Linked DNA regions of Mus musculus: region 1 is linked to region 2. Evidence: chromatin contacts called from public promoter capture Hi-C data. All regions are on one chromosome and are shown on one strand. Each heading gives the region's core, a stretch centred on a gene start, on an enhancer-like site or on the middle of the called end of the contact. The rest is flanking DNA. Distances are from core to core; before and after follow the strand shown.

What was found. Capture Hi-C pulls out chosen DNA fragments and counts their contacts.
Region 1: a promoter capture Hi-C map of adipose tissue shows a contact between it and region 2, with 4 times the contacts expected there. The contact joins the promoter of Tial1 here to the promoter of Slx1b in region 2. A contact is called at or near these places in 2 of 39 promoter capture datasets (liver and pre-B cells) and 1 of 9 other capture datasets (adipose tissue).

The regions. Positions count from the first base shown.
Region 1 is chr7:128,459,684-128,463,002 of GRCm38.p6, reverse strand. It overlaps Tial1 (Tia1 cytotoxic granule-associated RNA binding protein-like 1), which reads left to right and starts at 1,330. Exons shown (of 12, transcript NM_001347640.1): 1 at 1,330-1,878. The coding sequence starts at 1,847. It overlaps Gm32816 (a long non-coding RNA gene), which reads right to left and starts at 1,283. Exons shown (of 4, transcript XR_378509.4): 1 at 751-1,283.
Region 2 is chr7:126,694,270-126,697,497 of GRCm38.p6, reverse strand. Slx1b (SLX1 structure-specific endonuclease subunit homolog B (S. cerevisiae)) reads left to right here and starts at 1,715. Exons shown (of 6, transcript NM_029420.4): 1 at 1,715-2,073. The coding sequence starts at 1,895. Bola2 (bolA-like 2 (E. coli)) reads right to left here and starts at 1,498. Exons shown (of 3, transcript NM_175103.3): 1 at 1,399-1,498; 2 at 1,218-1,315; 3 at 805-943. The coding sequence starts at 1,461. The coding sequence ends at 844.

The sequences.
Region 1 (3,319 bases), core at 81-2,580, 1.8 Mb before region 2:
GAACTCAGAAATTCGCCTGCCTCTGCCTCCCAAGTGCTGGGATCAAAGGCGTGCGCCACCACGCCCAGTTGCTCTTTCCTTTTTCACTTTGGGATATAATCCGTTTCTCGTTCAGACTTACTCTCTCCTTCCTAGGCTCATGGAGAAGCAGCCTCCAATCTCCCACTGTACCTGTAAATTCAGGTAGGGTTTCAGTATGCAGCTAAGCAGATCTATAAGCTACCCCAAAGCTCTCTGTTGGCCACCAGACCTTTTCTCTCCTTCAATGAGACAGTGTGCAGCTGGGGGCACGGGAGAGCTGGTTAAGAGCACACTTACAGTGGCTTCCAGTTTGGTTCTCAGCACTCATATGCAGCTCACAACCACTGTTAACTCCAGTCTCAGGCAGGGAATGCCATCCCTTCGTCTGACCCCTAGGGGCCTCAGCCACAAATGTGGTGTACATCCAGTAGATTGTCATGATTCTATCTCCTCTCTTGCTTTAGCATCTCAATACTAGCAGCCCGTGTCCTCCAATACCGAACTCCAGACTGTTTTGGCATGAGACCTGGTCGTTGAGCCTCTTTGCTGTTTTCACTGATTATTAGTTTTTGATAAGGTCTTGGTATCTATTTCTAGGCTGGCCTTAAATCCATTATCCTCCTGTTCAGTAGCACTGTGCGCCACCACGCGAATATTTAAGTTTTAAGTAGGGATTTGAAAGAGCGGTACAAGCCATTTGAATGAGGGGCTGCTCTTTTGCAGCCTTACCCACTAATCCGATGAGATAATGGGTAGCGATCCTTGTGGAACTTGTAAAGCAAGTTACAAGCGGTATAGTCTAGAAAGGCCTATCTGGTTAGAACACGTGCTCAAAGACAAGGCTGGATCTGGTGTTGCCCGATGTCCGCTACATCTCTCCGGGTTCAGAGTTGCCACTCTTTTGCCCGTCGCGTGAGGCGTCGGTTGTTGAACACGGACCAGCAGTTCTGAGAGTAGAGGCGGGCAAGGCCGGCTGACGGGAGAACCACGCGGAGCCAGCACACCGCCTGATCTGCAGTTGAAGAAACCGCTCTGGGGCTGGACGGAGGCGGAGCAGAAGCTCACACTGGACCAACAGAAGAGCCTTAAGATGCTAAGAGCGATCCTGGGGCGGGCCCCGGCGCGAGGCACTCTGGGATTTGTAGTTTACTTCCCGGACAGCTCCTCTCTATTTCGGCCGCCCGCCTTTTATTCCTCGCTCTATCCCGGCACGCCGACTACTTAGTCGCGGCACGTCCTCACGTACGACTACACTACCCAGAAATCTCTCCTTCGCGCTCCGGCAGGCGCAGGGTCTGCCTTGAACTACAGTTCCCAGAAGGCCACTGGAGAAGGGCTTCCCCCACTTTCCCGGGACCGCAATTCCCGGAGACTTGGTTTCGCGGCTTTTCTCTCTGTGTTGGGTCTCTCTTGGACCCGGATAGGTCTTGACTGGCCAGCAGGCCCACAGCGACAACGTGCTCCGTCGTGTCCAGTCGCAGGGTGTACTCTTTGGCCGGGCTTTCTGTCTCTTTAGCTACTTTTGCCGGACAGGCCGTCGCAGCTGGCCTGAGCAGTGACCTGGCGGGCCGCGCCTGCGCCCTGCCGCGTTTCCTGCCTGGCTGGTGGTGGCGGCCATTTTGTTCATCCTCCTCCTCCTCCTGCTCCTCCTGGTTGGAGCGCAGTGTCCGGAGCGGGCTGGGGGGAGCGGACCCGAGAGCGGGGTTCAGTACCTTTTCCTCTGTCCCCAGCCGGCGCCCGGAGCCCCCCTCCCCTTCCTTCCCGCCCCCTCCCCTCCCCAGCCCTGCCCTCCCCCTTGTCCCGGGATCACTCCGTCGCACCCACCATGATGGAAGACGACGGACAGCCCCGGACTCTGTGAGTACCCGAGACCCGGGGTGCCAGGCACCGAGTGGCCCGGGCACTGCGGGAAGCGGAGGGAGGAAGGGAGAGCAGGAGCCCGGGACTAGAAGCGGAGAGCCGGGCGTCGCGGTGGCGCGGCTGTGAAGTGCATTCCTCATCTGTCCCCCTTCCCAGAGAAGGAAGCCCTCCCTTCCCCCCCAAACACAGTCACTTCCTAGGGTCTAGGGCTTGTCTCGACTTTTTCCTCCCGACCCCTTCTTTTGCACACTCTTGCTTGGCTGGGCTTGTGCACGGCTGAGGCTGTCAGGCGCGGGAGAGCTACTGTTCCCCCTGTGCTTTGGGGGCTCCGGGCTGAGCCAGGAGCTGTGGGTCCCTACGGGGGCAGGGCTTGGCGGGGGTGGGACCACTACTGCATCCTTTGGCTTGAACGTTTAGCCTCAGTCCACGTCCTCAGCAGTCCACGTCCTCAGCCTCAGTCGCTCCGAGTCCTTCTCCCCAGTCTACCACTCTTTAACCAGAGGAGCCCCTTGTCTCTTTCTGCCCCACGTGCCCCACGCTGTCAGAAACACCCGCCTAGCGCCTGCTGCTTTTGAAGTGCCAAAGTGATTGCTTTTCGCCACCGTGCACCACCTCTGTCCCTTGGATAACGAAGTTTACTTTGAGCGCTTACTGCGCCAACCTGACAACCAGTTAAACTCCTTTCGCTCAGTTAGTGATGCCGCTTCCTAATCCGTTTGTGCGTCCGGACCATCGGAGTTGGATAAAAGGATGACTGCTCCCGCTATTTGTTACCTGTCTTTTGAGTGCTATTTTTCGCGGTATAGCTGTCGGGTTTCACCTGAAGCCCAATCTAATGAATGAATCGCATCTTCCAACCGCTTAATTGGCGTTTCCTACCCCCCTCCGCCGGCCCCCCCTCCCATGCAGAGTGATGACTCAGCGTCTGTATTCCTTTCCAAATAGTGTGGCACTCTTTTTTTTTTTTCCTTAGTCTGAGTAATTTCCAATTCATTGTTTAAAGTGAGCACCTTGGGTTTTCCCAGCCTCTCCAGGCCTACTACTCCTGCCTGGAGTAAATACATAGAGTCAGCCTACTGCTTTGTCTCTCTTGCCTCCCACTGCCTAGTATTGATTGGTATGATGGTCAGAGTCCACTTGGCTGGGTTAGCTGATGGGGAAAGTACTTTTTAGGGAATCGACGACGGTGGATAGACATTCAGGACCTCTGACTAGCTAGCTTCTCAGAGCTTCATGCGTAGCACAGAAAATATGTTCAGTAAAGAAGGTCCATATGTATATTCAGTGTTGATAACAGATATTTTTTGAGCATTGTTTATACTTTACATTTTTATTTCGCTTAACATCTGGCTTGGGAAACTTGAAAACATCTTTTTTTTTTTTTTTTTTTTTTTTTAAACTTGAAAACATCCTAAACATATTATACCCCCTGAATGAA
Region 2 (3,228 bases), core at 466-2,965:
TATAAACTGGAGGAGGGCCATCACTGGGGAGTGAAGGGGTGCTCTTTTGGGGTCCTTGTGAGGAGACTGAATCACTAGTTCTCCAGAGGAACTGAAAATGTTCAGGAAATGATGCCAGGGACAGGGAAGACATGAACACTGACTACTATGATCCCAGCTTGACCAACCTCTGTGATGAAATCAAGAGAAGATGGAGACAGGAAACTGGGTGGCTGAGACAAGCCTTGACAATATGGGAAGGACTGGGCATTGTGCTGGACGTCTGTAGCCATAGCTGCATGGAAGACTAAGGCCAAAGGATCCCCTAAGCTCATGAATTTACAAGCAGCCTGGGAAACATATGGGGACCTGTCTGAAAGACAAAACCAAAGCAAAGATCCACAGTGGAGAGGAACTAGCTGTGGGAGAGCTGAACTGAACATCAGCGTGCATTGTGTCCATCCCTCCTCCTGAGTGTGTACGCCTGTGAAGAGACTGACAGAAATTCTGTATCTTGTCTCTGCTACTTCCAGGAACCTGGAGTGAGGGAACCTGGGAGAATGCTCAGGGTTTCTGAGGGCTGACAGAGCAGGAACACCCTGCTTTTTGAGGTCTGACCTTGGTGACAGTACAGACCACAGGGTTTGACAGTAAAGCCTTGGCAGACTTAAGAACCGAATCTTCATTGTTTAAGTTGGGACCTAGAGGGCTCAGGAAAGAAATCCATCCAAATTTGCTGAAACAATGGCTGGAGGAGAGTCAGGGAAAAGCCACATCCGTGACTTGGCCTCAGGGTCTTCAAACAGCACACTGAGACCAGCTGGGCCAGGTTTAAATTTTAATGACTGTTCAGGCCTAGGCCCCTCATTCACGCCGCTGTCGGGTCCACTGCTCTGGGGTCAGAGTTTTCTGCTCAAAGGCATGGATGTGCGGGAGCTCTTCGGCTAAGCACTCGTTCACCAGCCTGGAGCGAGAGAAGGGAATGGGAAATGAGCGGCCTCAGCTGGAGTGATGGGCTCCGAAGCTAGGGTGACCAAGGAGATCGGAGACGTCTCCAAGAAGTGGGGATTCAAGGAGAGGACAGGAATCCAATCACAAAGGCAGGAGCACCCTCGGGGCTATGGGTCACATCTCCGGGCTTTGGGAATGAGTTGGTCCCACCCATGGCGAGCGGATGCCCGGGCTGCCATCCGGAGCCTGAGGCTTGGCTGGGTGAGAGGCTGGCTCCCGGGGCTCACCGGTGTCTCTGGAGCAGTGGCTTTCCCTCGAACTTAGCCGACACCACCAGGACTCGGAAGCTGGTCGCGCAACGGTTCAGAGTCGTGTCCTCCACCTCCTAGCGGGCAGAAGACCCGGACGATGGAACACGCGCCCAGGAGTCCTTCCCCACCGCCCGCGACCTCTCAGCATCGCACTCACCACATGCTCTGCCTCCAGGTCCTGCCGCAGCTTCTCGCGGAGGTAATCGGCGCTGAGTTCCATAACCACAGCCCGGCGGGGCTACAGCCCAGCGTGCAAAGAACCTCGCCTCGGGTCCCGCCACCTCGCTTTCCGCCCTCACTGCAGCCACTTCCTCCACGCCGCTCACTTCCGCCCTTCCTAGGGCGGCTTCGAAGGCAGCACTTCCGCCTCCTGGCTCCCTTGAATTCCCAGCACTTGGGAGGTTTCCTCCCAACAGTTAGCCAATCCGAGCCGGACTGGAGGGCAGCCAGTCCTGCGGTTCCGCTTGCACACCCTCCTCCTGCCAGCAGGCGGCGCAGCAAGTCGCTCTGCCGGCTTTCCAGGAGTTTGCAGGACCATTCTCCCGTGCTTTTTCCTAAACCAAGGTTTTGCAGTCCTGGCTACCCAGCCCTTTCCGAGGTCCGAGGTCCCAGAAACCACCCCCAACTCTGGCCCTTCAACCCAGAAAGTCCGGATGGACCATGCAGCAAGACCCGGGCGCTTCTTCGGTGTCTACTTGCTCTACTGCCAGAACCCTCGGCATCGGGGCCGCGTTTACGTTGGATTCACTGTCAATCCTGCTCGTCGGGTCCGGCAACACAACGCGGGTCGCAAGAAAGGTGGAGCATGGCGGACCAGCGGGCGAGGACCCTGGTAAGAAGGCGCGGGTGTCTGGTCGGAAGGCTCCGCGTAGGAGGCGGGCCGCTAGGGCAAAGGAGTGACAGAGGCGGGACCGGTTTTTTTTTTTTTTTTTTTTTTAGATCTGGGGCGGTGCTGAGTCCCTGGCCTGCCACCAGAGCAAGCGTAGCAGCGAGGTGGCACCTTATGTATATCAACACTCTGCGATGGCTGGATTAAAATTTGTGATGCTTAATTGGATTACGAGTGCACAAGTTTAGGGCTGCTTTGTAACTCCACTACCAGGGTATCAGACGCCCTCTTCTAATCTCTGCACATACGTACCAAACATTCATGCACATAAATGGATTTAAGAAAAAAAAAAATCAGATACAAAAGCTATGCTATGCAATTAACCTAGGTCCTTATCTTAGGGTTACTATTTTTTAAAATAAAGATTTAAAGATCTATTTATTCATTTTATGTATATGAGTACAGTGTAGCTGCCTTTAGACACGCCAGAAGAGGGAATTGTATGCATCGCAGATGGTTGTGGGCCAGCACGTGGTGGCTGGGAGTTGAACTCATGACCTCTGGAAGAGCAGTCAGTGCTCTCAACCTCTGAGCCATCTCTGCAGCCCCCTAGGGTTACTATTGTTACTATTGTTACTATTGTTGTGATGAGTCACCAGGACCGAAAGCGTACTGGGGAGGAACGCGTTTATTTGGCTTACACTTCCATGTGAATGTGCTTTCATCTCCTCAGATGAAGGGGTGAGAGGAGAGCCGTACCCAAGCTGTGTGAATATATGGCTTGGGCTGAGCCAGAGCGTTTCTTTCTCTGTTCTAACTATCCCTAGGCCTACCCCTGGAAGCTTCTAACCTCTGTACAATCTATTCTTCCAAGATGGCTGATTCAATCCGGCTTCTCTCAGCTTTTGACTGAATTGCTCTGCTTGGCCTCATACTAGCCTTGACAATCTGTTCTAATCTTCTGGCTCCTTCTCATTCTCTGGCTCCTTTTGTCTTCACCGGTGTCTAGCTTGTTCTCTCTACAACCTGTCTCTGTAAAACTTCCCTGACCAAACTTCCATACACATACAGCCCTCCCTTCTCTCTGCTTTTTTTTTTTTTAAGAATTATTTTTTTATTTAATGTATATGAGTACACTGTTGTATCTTCAGACACACC